Regions from separate parts of the Sus scrofa genome. Here all the other regions are linked to region 1. Evidence: chromatin contacts called from public HiChIP or PLAC-seq data. All regions are on one chromosome and are shown on one strand. The core of a region is the stretch at or near the end of the contact, and the rest is flanking DNA. Distances in the headings are between cores, read along the strand shown.

Region 1 (4,572 bases), core at 1,176-3,675:
CTTTTATAGTATTATGGTAAGGAGTGAGTTAACATATACAAAGCTCCTCAAAGAGCCTGGTGTAGAGTATGAGCTCAATAACTGATCATTGTTGTTCTGTTCTTATTACTTGCATGAGTATCTCAATCCTTGAATGCCCCATCATTCTTCATAGGGACCAGCACTATCCCTGGCCAGCTCCATTAAAATAAGGGCACTGAGATTTTCCTCTTCAAGGAAGGCTAAAACAACACAGCATATAGCTAGTATTTTCCCCTCTGAGGACCCATGGACAAGATTGCAAATTCTCTCCTCAACAACCAGTAAATATAGGACCCAGTTGCTTTGGAACACAGAAGGTTCCAAAGTGATGCTTATCCATCTTCTCTACCATATGTGTGCAACTCCCTGTTTGAGGATATGAAATGCAACACTTTATTTTCCTTTAAGACCCTCCCCTGTCTTCCCCAGAGGACTAGGGATAACTCGAAAGGCAACCCCAAACCTTGCTTTTGTTTTATTTATAAAAGGATGCAAAGTTGAATAAGACATAGTCCCAATGGAAGACCAGTGAACCTGTGATTACAGTATGATAGAGGTGTTTGTGTAGCAGTAGATAATTCTTTTGTATACTAATGGTTTCCTTTTTCACTCTTCTATGCATGAGACTGTCCTCTACTAAACAATATGCACTATTACATCTGGGAGGATTTTGTTATTATAACTAATGCAAAGAAAGAGCCACTGTTCAGCATTTGATTTGTAAAAGATCTTGAGTCCCATAGCAAACCTGTATTAATGTAAGCCAGAGTTTGCTGAAAATGAAAGTATTTCTGAAGTTCAGTAGTTTGCCTTATCATTTTCAGGAGCAAAAATTGGAAGGGTCCAACATATAATTTTGTTACTAGCTCTAGATAGAGAAATTTAGGGTTAAAACTTAAGAGAAGTTAGTATCCACCTGAGCAGTGGGAAGGGGGTAGAAAGAACCTCTGGGAGTTCCCATTGTGGCTCAGTGGGTTAAGAACCCAACTAGTATCCATGAGAATGTGGGTTCAATCCCTGGCCTCACTTAGTAGGTTGAGGATCCTGTGTCACCACAAGTTTCAGGTAGGTTGCAAATGCGACTTGCAGCTCTGCTTCAACCCCTAGCCTGGGAATTTCCATATGCCATAGGTGTGGCCTAAAAAGCAAAAAAGAAAGAAAGAAAGAGAGAGAGAGAGAGAGAGAGAGAGAAAGAGAGAGAAAGAAAGAAAGAAAGAAAGAAAGAAAGAAAGAAAGAAAGAAAGAAAGAAAGAAAGGAAGAAAGGAAGAAAGAAAGAAAGAAAAGAAAGAAAAGAAAGAAAGAAAGAAGTTCTCACTTGAGGGACAGGGGTCAGACAGGGAGATCTAAAGGAGAACAGATGTTGGGGAGGATGATCATGGCTCCCTGAGTATATCTTTAGAACAGGGGCCACATATGTGTGGAGAGAGAGGATTTTGTGGTGAGTTTGCCACAAACCCCTAGACACACTGAGGGAGAAATTTAGGGCATCTATCCTCACGCTCTGTTTTACCTATGTTGTCCAACTGGCCTTGGAGCAGCAAAGCAACAGAGAGTAGAGGAGACATCTGCAGAGATGGGCCTGGTACAGGGTACCTAGCTCTCCCTTGGTGCTTATATGATGTGGAAGGAATCCAAAAGCTCCAGGATGTCCATGGAATGTGGACCCTACGTGTTGGCTATGAACTTGCTAGAGGCAAAGACAGGACAAGCAGGAGATGACATGGAGTCAGTGGGAATCTGAAGCACTAGCAAGAACCAGCATGGTGCCTGACTGGCAGAAGGTGATGGCTGAGCTCTTTGGGAGCCATCACCTTGCATCGCCCATCTTGGAAGAAGAGACCCTGAGTTGGAACAGTCAGATGCTCGATAGCAACTCTAATGTACAGGGAGGCTGCCTCCCAGACATGAGGGGAGATGAGCTTAACCAGAGAGCCAGAAGGAAGCAAAGGAGGACAGCACAGAAATCACTCACCTCTTCCTAGACACATTAGTTCATACAATCATTCCCCTGTTCAGCCCCCAACTCCCTTGAAAAGGGAGGTTAGAACATTTGCAGGGTCTAATTATCCAAAAGAGACAGAATTACCTTGCAATGAGCAAGTTTAAAATTTTCCAACCTTCCAGAAACAAGAACTCCAGAGCAAGAGAAAATCAGTGACCATAAAATTGGAAAGTGTATACTTTGGCGCATCTGAGCTGTAAGTTATCATATCTGACCCCTCTGTACTATGGTTGAGCACACATAGTGCTATGGGAACCTAGGAGATAAGTTTTTTCAGACTTTGGAATTCAAAAAAGCTTCCCAGAAGAGTGACATTTAAGGTGAATCTTGAAGGGCAAGCAGGAATTACCCAGATATGAGGAAGCAGAAGTGTATTTCAGGAAGTGCAAAAAAAAAAAAAAAAAAAACCGCATGAGTCAGGGTAATCGGGTAAAATTAAGTACAGCACGTTCAAGGAAAGCAAAGCTGTCTGAGCTTAGGAGCAAAGGGAAATCAGGGCTCTACGAGTGGTGGTGGAGGTCGTGACCTGCAAGGACATTGGAGTGGTTGGGTATCGACATACAACATGTGCCTGCTCTTCAAGGTCACTGTGTGACCTAGAGCACGCCCCCTGAGGAGGCGACCACCCTTTCTTTCTAGGATGTTCACGCAAGGCTTGCTTCTGTCTGTAAGCCTGGAGCACCAGGTTTCTACGTCCCCAGGGGGGTGCCTTCTCAATTTTGCACAAAGGCATCTGGTAAATGAGCGGGATCCTTTCAATAGGGTCAGATTACAGAAGACTATGCAAGGTACTTTAAGGAATCCAGACTTCGTGGAAGAACAGCAAGGAGCCACTGAAGGTTTTTGGACAGCGGTGTGACATGTCAAAAGAAATTATTCCACAGCAGCTGTATGCAGGGTAGATTGGAGCCAAGAGACTCAGGAAGTTACTGCAGTTGTCCAGGCATGAAGCGAAAAGAGAGATTGGAGATTCGATGGTATCCATGGTAACAGAGGGAAAGATATGGAAATTATTTTGAAGGCATGAACAACAGGACTTGATTACTGATTGGATATGAGTATATGGAAGAGGCGGCAATAATAATGACTCAGGGGTTTTGAGCTTAGGAAGCTATGAGAATAAATCTGAAATGGAGATGCTAAACAGGAAGGCTGCTTTGAGAGGGAAGACAGAGAGTTTGGTTTAAGGTGTGTTGAATTTCACATAGTGATGGAATGTGTCATAGAAATGCTCTCCATACATTTAAAATGGCAAGACTAGGGAGTTCTCTTGTGGCACAGTGGGTTAAGGATCCGGCATTGGCACTGCACTGGCTCTGGTCACTGCTGTGGCACAGGTTCCATCCCAGGCCTGGGAACTTGCACATGCCACGAATGTGGCCAAGAAGTAAAAATTAAAATTAAAAGGCCACGGCTAGGGCATACTTCCTTTTATTTTCTCCTTCTTCTGCTTCTCCTTCTTGTTGTTTTTATTCCTGTTCTTGTTCTTCTTATTCTTGTTCTTCTTGTTTCTCTTCTTCTACTATTTTGTTCACTCTCCACGATTTTGAGTGCATCTGAGGCTTTTTTTCTGAAGGCTTTTGGGAATAAATTTACCAAAATTTTACCCCCCAAATCCCTCACTTTTAGTAAACTGTGAAGAAGTTTGTCATTATCATCACCATCAACTTTGTCTTCAAGTTAACACAAAGCACTATTCCACACCTATTTGTGTTTGTCACTTTTGTAGACCCAGCTTACAATAACAGATGCCTTGCCCTTGAGATAGTTCCACACTACGAAAGCCTGTATTTATAGGATCCATACATAGAGAACACAAGAATAGGATAATAATTATTGTGCAATACATATATAAGATTAAAAGTAGTATTTACACACTACAGGAGGAATTAAGGGAAGAAAAAAGTCACTGGGCTAGGTAAGACCAGGTAGGAACCTGATAGGGAGATAAAAAAGAAAACTGGCTGGAATGTCTTTTCTGGGCAAGGCTAATGTAAGTCATGATCTGCTTAGGAAAGGAAGATGGATTGAGGATGTTGCTTAGGTGATGTAATTATTATTTTCACTATCTAGAGCTTAACACTTTATACCCATTATCTCCCCCTCTCCCTGGATTCTAGGACTGGTACAAACCATGACTCTCTTTCACAGGAAGCTGGGCCTCAAACTCAACAAATTTCCAGTACAGCAGTTCAAACCACTTTAATGATGACAAGAAAGACCACAGTATTTCACGAGGAAATGCAGCTACTTTCTTAAAAAAAATCAGACCTTACACACCCAGCAACATTGCTGTTGAGAGTAGCCTCTTTGGTGAGCTCTCCTTCTCTGCCTTTTACAGCCTAAGGTCCTTCCGCATGAAGATGCAGCAGTGGGCTGCTCATCCCTCCCCACTGGAACCGCGTACCCCCTTCGCTCAGTCGTCTCTGTTTGCTTCTGCTGTTGTTTCTTGTTTGGAGCCATTCTCTGGATCAATAGGAAAATATCTACCTGCCTTATCTTCTCCACCAACTTAGAGAAGAGGGTCAGCTTTGAGTAAAAAAGAAAT
Region 2 (4,572 bases), core at 1,048-3,547, 480 kb before region 1:
ATTCTACTCATCCTTTCGTTTAAGACAATGCCTGACACATAATAGGTGCTCTATAAATATTTCTGAACAGTATAGGAATAATGCTGCTACTTTAAAATAAATGATATCTTTGCAGCCAACAGAAAATTTGTATATATAACCATAGTCAGTATGAGTTAATAACTTTTTTTTTTTTTTTGTCTTTTGTCTTTTTAGGGCTGCACCTGTGGCATATGGAGGTTCCCAGGCTAGGGGTCCAATCCCAGCTGTAGCTGCCGGCCTACGCCACAGCCACAGCAACACCAGATCCGAGCCTCGTCTGCAACCTACAGCACAGCTCACGGCAACACCGGATCCTTAACCCACTGATCGAGGCCAGGGATCGAACCTCCAACCTCATGGTCACTAGTCAGGTTCGTTAACCACTGAGCCATGATGGGAACTCCATGAATTAATAATTTTGTAAGCAGAGAAAAACTGAATTACTGGTCTTTATTAAACTTTTCTTAGCCCAAGTATACCTTAGAAGCATCGAAGAATCTACAGGTTCTAAACACTGCTGTGGTCTTTCATAGAGCTGTATACCCACAAAACAGGCAACACAAACTTGAATTTATTACAATCTCCTTTGTGTCAATTTATAACCTTTCTTTCTTGCATTTACCATCTGGACTCCCCACCCTCATCAACGGGGACAGCTTGTAGCAGAGATTCTGTGACATTCGGGTCCATCAGAGTCTTAGAACCAAAGAGAGTAACCACTAGTGATAAAATATCAGTATAAAGAAATTTAATAGGTTTAGTGGGGAAACTCACTCTTTCATTTCAAAATGTCTTTTCTTAACATTTATGTGACTAATAATCACCACGAAACACTGGCCATTTTAAAACCTTAAACCTTAGGTTAATATTAAGTTTTATTACTGTTAGCAAAGCAATCAAATACGGTATTTTAAATTTTACATTTTTCTAACCTTCTAGTACAGCCTAACTCTAAAATAAGAAGGCAGATTATCACACACACAATCTTGTAAGTGAAAGTTGAAAATACCTCTGTGGTTTTCCGACATATAAATAAGAAATAAGAGTACATCACATGTTTACTTCCACATTAAAAAAGATATTCTTTGACACGATTAATTTTTTTTTTTAATCACACTTTGTGTGTATTAAGACAGATACACTTACTTCCTTCTCTGGAATAAAGGCACTTGGTCCTCTTGTCAAGGGCTGAGATACTCTGATTCTTTTATCCTGTTTTTAAAAGGAAAGTTTTAAGCATTAATGATAACTTAATGATAACTTTCCAAGGAAAGTTAAATTGGTGCAAATTTACTGTGAAGATACTAAAGTAAATAGAATAAATAAATAGAATTACGTAAAATCATAGCAAGTTTTGGGTCTCAGATCCAAAAACAACAACAACAAAAACCCAGAGGGACACTGTATGAGCAAAATAATGGGACAGACATGCTCCTACCACAGTACAGGGTACACAGTAAACTCCTCAAACATCATTTCCCTCGTACTCTACAGCACCAGAGGCTTTTAGTCCATATTTGACATGACTGGAAACCATCCACCTCCATAATAAAATCATATCTAATATGAGTAGACTTAGACCTCAATTTGAAAACTAAAGGAAAGGTTAGATTCTAAGAGGATTACATGCAACTCCCCAAAGCAATGCTCTGACTTGTGTTTTTCTTTCTGAATAAAAGAGGAATAAGCATATCTAATGTAAAGTTTTCAGGCTTTGAGTTAAGAAAAATGTAAAACTTGGAGAAGCAGAGGTTAATTTGAGAAATGGAGACTTTAACCAGGTTTATTGTTCCGCTTGCTATCCTACGTAGTCTTAACAATTGCTTAATTGATGTTTTTCATTTTTTTGTTAAACTATTTTAGTTGAAAAATATTTTGGTGTCCTCATTTAAGCCGGACTATCGTATAAGCCAAGAAAACTCTCATCAGGGACTAACTTCGTTCTCTGGAGGTAGGGTGAAGAGGAGGAATAGTCAGAGGGAGGCTCTGATGCTTTGAAATCCTTCTTAGCCAGGAGAAGACATAGGAGAAATGACTTAATTTTGTTACAATAAGAGTAATAGTCTAAAGTTCTAAATAGGAGCCCTCCAAAGCCATAGATGAAAATAGGGACTATATCATGGTTTATAAATATTATAAAAACTGAGTGGAAACTGAAACATGGAACAGATGTCTGCTGAAAAAGCGTTAATATTAAGTTCGCCACCAAGCCCTCCTCAGGAAACTGCTAAAATGAGGAAGTAGCTCTAGGTGGTTTCTTATCCAAGAAGGGCAATGTCAATTTCACATTACGTCCTGGCCACGGTCGACTGGACCAATCAACACCAAAGCTGTGTGAGTGCCTCGATGAAAAAGTTCTACCCAAAGCAAGTTGAGGGTAAAGATTGTAGAGTCCTAGAGTTTTGGAAAGGAAGGTGATCTGATAGAGAAGAGACACAACACGGCAGAGGCAGAGAGGAAACAATGAAACAGCAGCAGAGTAGACATCAGCAGATACCTGCTTCTACAGGAAAACCACTCGAGTGTCTAAGGATTCACAAGAGAAAGCAACTCTTCTTTTTCCTCTTTCTGTCCCTCCCCCCTCTCTTCTTCCTTCTCTTTTTCTGCACAAGGTAACCTGAATCTTTTTTTTTGTTGTTGTTGTTCCTTATAATCCAAGAACCTGCCAAACACAAAACAATTATTTAAATCCCTTATTTCAGTAGGAAGCAGCCAGGCATCCGACGATACTGCGACAGACTCTGAGGATACAGGGTGAGCCAAACAGATATGGTCCCTGCCCTCCTGAGCTTGCCACATAGTCTTTATCAATTCTCAGGGTTCTACTAAAATAAAAATTTTACCTAATCATCATGTTAAACTGCTAATGTTTTAGAGAGACTGAGGCATCGAGGTTGTATTTGTGAAGTGATGATAAAAAGATCTCAATCTCCCAGTTAGCATATCAGAGGATTCCACGTAAAAAGGAGTAATTCAGAATTTCTAATATCGGTATTTCTTGCCTACATTAACCGTCACCTAGATTTACCCAGAAAAAAGATTTAAAAGGAAATAGAGTTCTTCCCTTTGCTAGCCTCTGTAAGTTACAGAAAATAGAATTTCAAATACTCTATATAATACCACCTCATGTGCCAATATGTGAAAAGCAATTTCCTTGACAATTGATCTTTTCAAATAAACAAAGCAGTTAGAGGAACTGACTGTGAGAACACATCACAGATTTGAGGAGAAAAATGTCAATAGGGAGACAAATAGAGATAAATTTATACTTATTTAAAAAAACCACAAACTTCAGAGAAAATATATAGGGAGGAAAATAAACTAGAAGTATACAAGGGACTTTGGAGATAGAGAATGATTTATTACAAATATGATTTATTTATAAAAACCACTGATACATTTATCAAATAAATTTACCTTTATAGGCCTGAAATAGTTATTCTGCCTACCGAAGTATTTTCTAGAACCAAAGAGGTTTAAATCAAAAATAGGTTTTCATCACAAATGGAACTGCACACTAATGCTCTTAAAGGGATATAATATCTATTAATTTTAACCAATTGATGAGAAGCAACGGACACTGGATTTAATCTGTGTCTATATTCAATTGTTCATTTATTCAGGAAATAGTCATGGAGCATTTACAATGTGCTGGGGACAGGAGGGACACAAATAAGGAGTAGACTGGCAGAAATGTATTAACTAACGACATCATATGATATAGTCCAAAGCAGGTGCATCTAAAAGTGATATGGAAATATATCACTTTAGCAGTTAGCATTTACTTAGTCATTTTCTATGAGTTATATACAGTTTCCACTATTATAAATAATGCTTTGATGAATATCTTATGCTCCTTATCCCGGGGGAATATTCTGTGGTACTTAGGATAGTTTCTTTTTTTTTTTTTCCGTTCTTTTTTTGGCCTCACTTGTGGCATATGTAAGTTCCCAGGCCAGGGACTGACTCCAAGCTGCAGCTGCGACCTACATCACAGCTGCAGCAATGCTGGATCCTTAACTCACTGCACTGGGCCAGGGATAAAGCCCACAGCAGCACAGAGACAATGCTGGGTCATTAACCCACTGTACCACAGCAGGAACTCCTAGGACAGTTTCTTTAGGAAGATTCCCAGGTGTAGATTTCCTTGGGTTTAGGTTATAGATATATTTAAAGTTCTTGTTGCACAGTACTGATATATTTTTACCAATTTTATTTTCAACAGCTGAGAAAATGTTCACATAACCCACTAACTCAAAAGTGAAAAACATCATTCAAAAGTGTTTGAAAACTTAATTGCATACTTATAGAGGTAATATTTCTTAAACAGAGTTGTGGATCAGAACTGAGTTTTTAATAATGCAATTCTGGGAGTGACGTGGTCCTTGGACCTGAGCCGGAACAAACAAACAAAAAACAACTCCCCACACAAAGCAAAACAAAATGGAAAGATACTGCAAGAGCCCAGGGAAAGGTGATGTGGCCTCACCTACGAGAGCTGTTCATCCACTGAAGAGAAGCGAAAACTAACATCATTTTTAAGTTTTACCA
Region 3 (4,572 bases), core at 1,410-3,909, 360 kb before region 1:
CACTAGCACTGCATGTCTATCCCCACTCCCATGACCAGGCAGGCATCTCTTTCCTGGCTAATCACCAAGACCTCTACTTTCAGTCAAGAGTCCATAAATTTAAGAGGGTCAGTGGCAAGCCATGTCCTTTCACCTTCAACCTTACCTAGTACAAGTATTTTTCACTATATATTAAATAGTGAGACTAATAATATAATATTATTATAAATATGGCTATTATTGCTCTGGGCTAGCTCTTTGGCTCAAGGTTTTCTGATCTATCCCAACTCAGCTGAGAGGGATAGAGCCCTTTTTACACATTTGGGTGGAAGCTGGGTCTTTTCTCAAGGGTAATAGGTGTAGATGAGCTTTTTTATCTCACTCTCCTCTTGGGCAGGAAGAATGACTACTTTGCGCCGTGTGGACCTCAGGGACCTGGCCTACATAGGTCTCAGGGTTTCATCTGTGACAATACAACATAACCAGCTTCTTCTAGAGCTATAGCCTCAGTTCCCACTCATTGGTGGTGTCCACTGTCTAACACTGGGGAGAAAAGCCGCACCAACTGGACATAGAATGCACAAGACCTGGCCTTGGGGCCTTGTACATTCGACTTAGGAAGGTTTTGGCCATAATATATATAAAACCAAAGTGAAAAAGTGATAAAATGTTTGCTCACATAGTTTCTTACTTGGCTAGTGTGGACTGCAGCTATAGTATGACCCCAGGTTGGATAACATCACCAAAGACCTAGGATGTTTCCTTCTCTCCATTCTGCCACTTTGATGTTGGCTTTATCTTCAGACTAGTGACAAAATGGCTGCTGCAGGCCCAGCCATCACTTCTGCGCCAGAAACGACCAGGGGAAGAAGAATGAATTTCCTTTTTTTCCATTTCTCTCTTTGAGAAACAGGGAAACTTTCCCAGAAGCCTCCTCAGAGATCTTACCCTTACAGCTCACTGGTCAGAAGAGGGTCTCATGCCTCTTCCTAAATAAAGCCTTGCCAGATGCAATGGAGTTACCGTGGTTGGTTTATAGACAAACCAGAGTCATTGTCTGGAGATGGGATTGGCATCAGCTTCCCCTGAAATACATGGCTGTTTGAAAGAGGATGGATGCCTGAATCCAAACTCATTTCTGTTTGGAAGGAGGAAGAAAAGTAGAGGGTGGTCTTGGATGGGCAACCAAGAGTGTTCTCAACAGCCCACCATGCTGCTCCCATAAGGCCAGCATTATCTGGACCACTAGTCAGGGGAAGCCACTCACCCTCCATCTCTCCATGCACATCCCCACCCTGAGGCACCACATCTGATGCATTTGTGCCATGCCAACTGGAGGCCTGCTGCTTCTCCTTCCTTCCTTCCTCTCTCTCTCTCTTTCTCTCTCTCTCAACAGTAGTTATAATCTTACTCTGTACTTAGGAAAGAACTTTCTTCCAACCCACTCTGGGCACTTTTACAGACTTGATGACCTCTGCCCAGAGGATAATTAACTTCCATGTATGGAAGTGGTGTGAGTGTCACGAGGCAGCCCCAAAGGCCCAATCAGAAGGTAGAACAGAGGCTTTGCCTGGGTCCTCCGACAGGAGTTTCAGGCCTGGGAAGGCTGAGGCTCTCCATGGAGGACTGTGGGTGCAGAGGTGCCGTCTGTGGACAAAGGCTTCGTTTGTGCTGACTGGAATTTCTGGAAAAAGTTAACTCCTCAGCAGTCTTGGAGAGGTGTGCAGTGATTACACAGAGGCAGAGTGGATTAGAAAGGCTGAGATCAGTTATTGTCTGTCTTGGCCTCATTCCAGTTTATATTCTTACCTTCAGGTAAAACCACAGGTGGCCATTGGATTCTTCCAAGGAACATTCTGTCCCTTTGCTATGCTGGCCGCCATGCTGGGTATTGGATACACAGCCTTGAGCAAGACACTGTTTCTGACCTCAGAGAGCTCACAGATTGCTGGGGAGAAAACTACAAGAACTGGCAATTACAAATAGAGTGGGATCAGTGCTTTGGTCCCCCTCTGTTGGGTGGGTGCTGGGCTTCCTGGAAAAACTGCTGTTTAATCTGAGACTTTGGGAAGAAGAAAGAATCAAATATCACCTATTTCCAAGAAAGACCATGTCTCAAGTTTCTTAAAGTTTAAGGGGCATTCATTCCACAGAAGGATAGTTTTAAATCACTTGGGGGAAAAAAAAAAAAAAACCACACACACCATAGATAGATAAGATTGGGAGATGATAAATTAAGCAGTCTGCAGAACTCTGCAGAGCTTTAAATAAATGAACTGATAACCATGAATCTCTGGATGTGGCGTGTACATTTCCCAATTATATTTGACCACAACATTCTTTTCCCCCCACCTCTCCCAGATGAGTGACTTTAATGCTGAGAACTTAGAACACGGGAACTGAGCTGAGACGGAAGATAGGGGTGATGGTGGGTCAGAGGGAGCATCACAGTTCTGCTCTAGGAGGTTCTGGGGCAAGCATTTGCTATAATAGCTGTGTTTATTTGATGGCCCTATTTACACTGTAGAGTGGACACTGTGATCCACCCAAATAATTGAACTCAGCTAAGTATAGTAAAAATATTCTTCTCATAGTGCATAATTTAGCAATGTGCATGTGGCCCCCATTTTCTGGCCAATGGGATGAGAGGGGAAGTGTGCTAAGTGCTTGCTTTTGGGGGAAAGGTTTCCTGCTCTAAGAAAGAGAAAAGAGGAAGAAGAGACGGCTGTTCTTCCTCTGGGCATATTCTCGCTGAACATGGCAGCTGGAACGGGAGAGACATCTTGCCACCAGCCTGAGGAAGAAACAAATACCTAAATGGCAGAGTAGCAGCTGAAGCAACCGAGGTCTTTGATGACAATGTATACCTTCTGATTAACTACATCTGGGGCCTACCCATTTATTGACTTCACTTTGACTTCTTATTATGTAAGAATGCATTTCCTTATCTTTAAACCAGTTTGAGTCAGACTTCTCTGCTGTTTGCAGTCCGAAGCAGCCCGGCTAATGAACTTTCTTCCTTTAATCTCCTTAGGAACATTTTCCACTGGCCTTTGGAGTCATGTCCTTGGTCAAGGCTCATGATTTGGATTCTCAGGTCGCAGGAGGAGTTGTCCTGGACCCAAGGGTCTGAGGCAGCAGGAGGTATAGTGGATGCATAAAGCTGGACCAAGACTCCACTGGTTCAGGCAAATGGGGACTTTTGTGAGTGGACATTCTCCCAAGGCCAAGTTGAAGCATTTGCTTGAGGAGCTGCCAGTGGGCCTCCTGCAGACACCAACCAAGCAGCTCAAACTCAGGGAGTCAGGGCAGGAAGAAAAGAGGTTTGCTCTGCTGACTGATCTGGAAAAGGTTTGAATTATCCTGCAGGGTTCCTGCTGTGCCCCTGCCCATCCTCCTTCTGCTGTCTCCTGGGTTACGTGGGCAGGACTTGGCTGCTTTGACCACTCTTACCCCACCCCCTTCCTTTTGCCTTCAGTAACATCTTCTGCCCTTTGGGGGTTCCATTCCTTTGATATCATTTTTGGGGAATGGCTTGAATTTATTTTTATCCATATTCAAAGCCATTTAAAAACAATAAAGATCTTTTGACCTGATTTTGTTGGTAATTATATGCATTAAATTTTCTTAACTCATCTTAACCATTTTTAAGTGTAGAGTTCAGGAGTGTTTAGCATGTGCTCTTTGTTGTCAAACAAATTGCCTGAACTTTTCATCTTCTTGGGTGAGGGTTAATTTTACATGTCAAGGTCGGCGGGGGGGGGGGCCCTGAGGCACCCAAACTCAGCACTATTTCTGGGTGTGTCTGTGAGGGTGTTTCTGATGAGATTAGAATTTGCAATGGTGAACTCAGTAAAGTAGACGTTCCTCCCCCATGTGGGTGGACACCATCTTTTGAGAGCATGGATAGAACACAAAGCAGAGAAAGGAATGACAGATCATGGGATTTCTCAGCTTCCATAATTGTGTAAGCCAGTTCCTTCTAATAAATTCTCTCTCTCTCTTTGGAGAACCTAACTAATACATCTTGCAAAACTGGAACTCTATACTCATTAAATAACTCCTCCTTACCTTCCCCTACCACCAGTCCCTAGTAACCACTATGCTGTTCTCATTTCTATGAATTTGACTACTTTAGATACCGCATATAAGTTGAATCATATGGTGTTTGTCTTTTCATGTGTGGCTTATTTCATTCCAAACAATGTCCTCAAAGTTCATCTACATTATATCATGTGACAGAATTTCCTTCCTTTTCAAGAGTGAATAATATTCCATTACATGCCTGGACAGCATTTTGTTTATCTAGACATCCACTGAAATAGACATCGAAATTGCTTCCATCTCTTGACTATTGTGCCTTGGCATCACTTTTACCTACTGTTCTGGCTGAAGTTTGGGTTTCTAATTCTGTTGCCCACATTTTGTTTTAGCCAGATTTCTATGGAATGGCTGGAGGAAGGGGAAACCCAAGAAGCATCTCAGCCTCCTAAAGATGATCTTGCTAATGAGTAGCTCAGGAAAATAAATTTATTTTGGGGGAAAAAGACTCCAGAATAATTCTTATGTGTTCCATGGAGAGCTGAACAAAAA

What was found. HiChIP or PLAC-seq counts read pairs in DNA pulled down with a chosen protein or histone mark.
Region 2: a contact with region 1 is called in an H3K27ac HiChIP or PLAC-seq map of alveolar macrophages. The contact joins two enhancer-like sites. A contact is called at or near these places in 1 of 47 Hi-C or Micro-C datasets (epiblast stem cells) and 1 of 2 datasets of contacts at active chromatin or transcription factors (alveolar macrophages).
Region 3: a contact with region 1 is called in an H3K27ac HiChIP or PLAC-seq map of alveolar macrophages. The contact joins two enhancer-like sites. A contact is called at or near these places in 2 of 47 Hi-C or Micro-C datasets (embryonic fibroblasts and epiblast stem cells) and 1 of 2 datasets of contacts at active chromatin or transcription factors (alveolar macrophages).

What each region holds. Positions count from the first base shown.
Region 1 is chr9:27,714,971-27,719,542 of Sscrofa11.1, forward strand. No RefSeq gene overlaps it. Among named protein-coding and RNA genes, the nearest start is that of CEP57, 96 kb to the right of the region's middle. Within about 2 kb of position 2,426, at least 3 of the 83 cell types and tissues checked have an H3K27ac peak or open chromatin away from gene starts, as enhancers often do. A contact at or near this core is called in alveolar macrophages, where this site is marked.
Region 2 is chr9:27,237,089-27,241,660 of Sscrofa11.1, forward strand. It overlaps SESN3 (sestrin-3), which reads right to left. Exons shown (of 10, transcript XM_003129758.5): 2 at 1,168-1,233. Among named protein-coding and RNA genes, the nearest start is that of SESN3, 40 kb to the right of the region's middle. Within about 2 kb of position 2,298, at least 9 of the 83 cell types and tissues checked have an H3K27ac peak or open chromatin away from gene starts, as enhancers often do. A contact at or near this core is called in alveolar macrophages, where this site is marked.
Region 3 is chr9:27,357,707-27,362,278 of Sscrofa11.1, forward strand. The region is part of intron 1 of LOC110255418 (a long non-coding RNA gene); the gene reads left to right. Among named protein-coding and RNA genes, the nearest start is that of MIR7143, 54 kb to the left of the region's middle. Within about 2 kb of position 2,660, at least 10 of the 83 cell types and tissues checked have an H3K27ac peak or open chromatin away from gene starts, as enhancers often do. A contact at or near this core is called in alveolar macrophages, where this site is marked.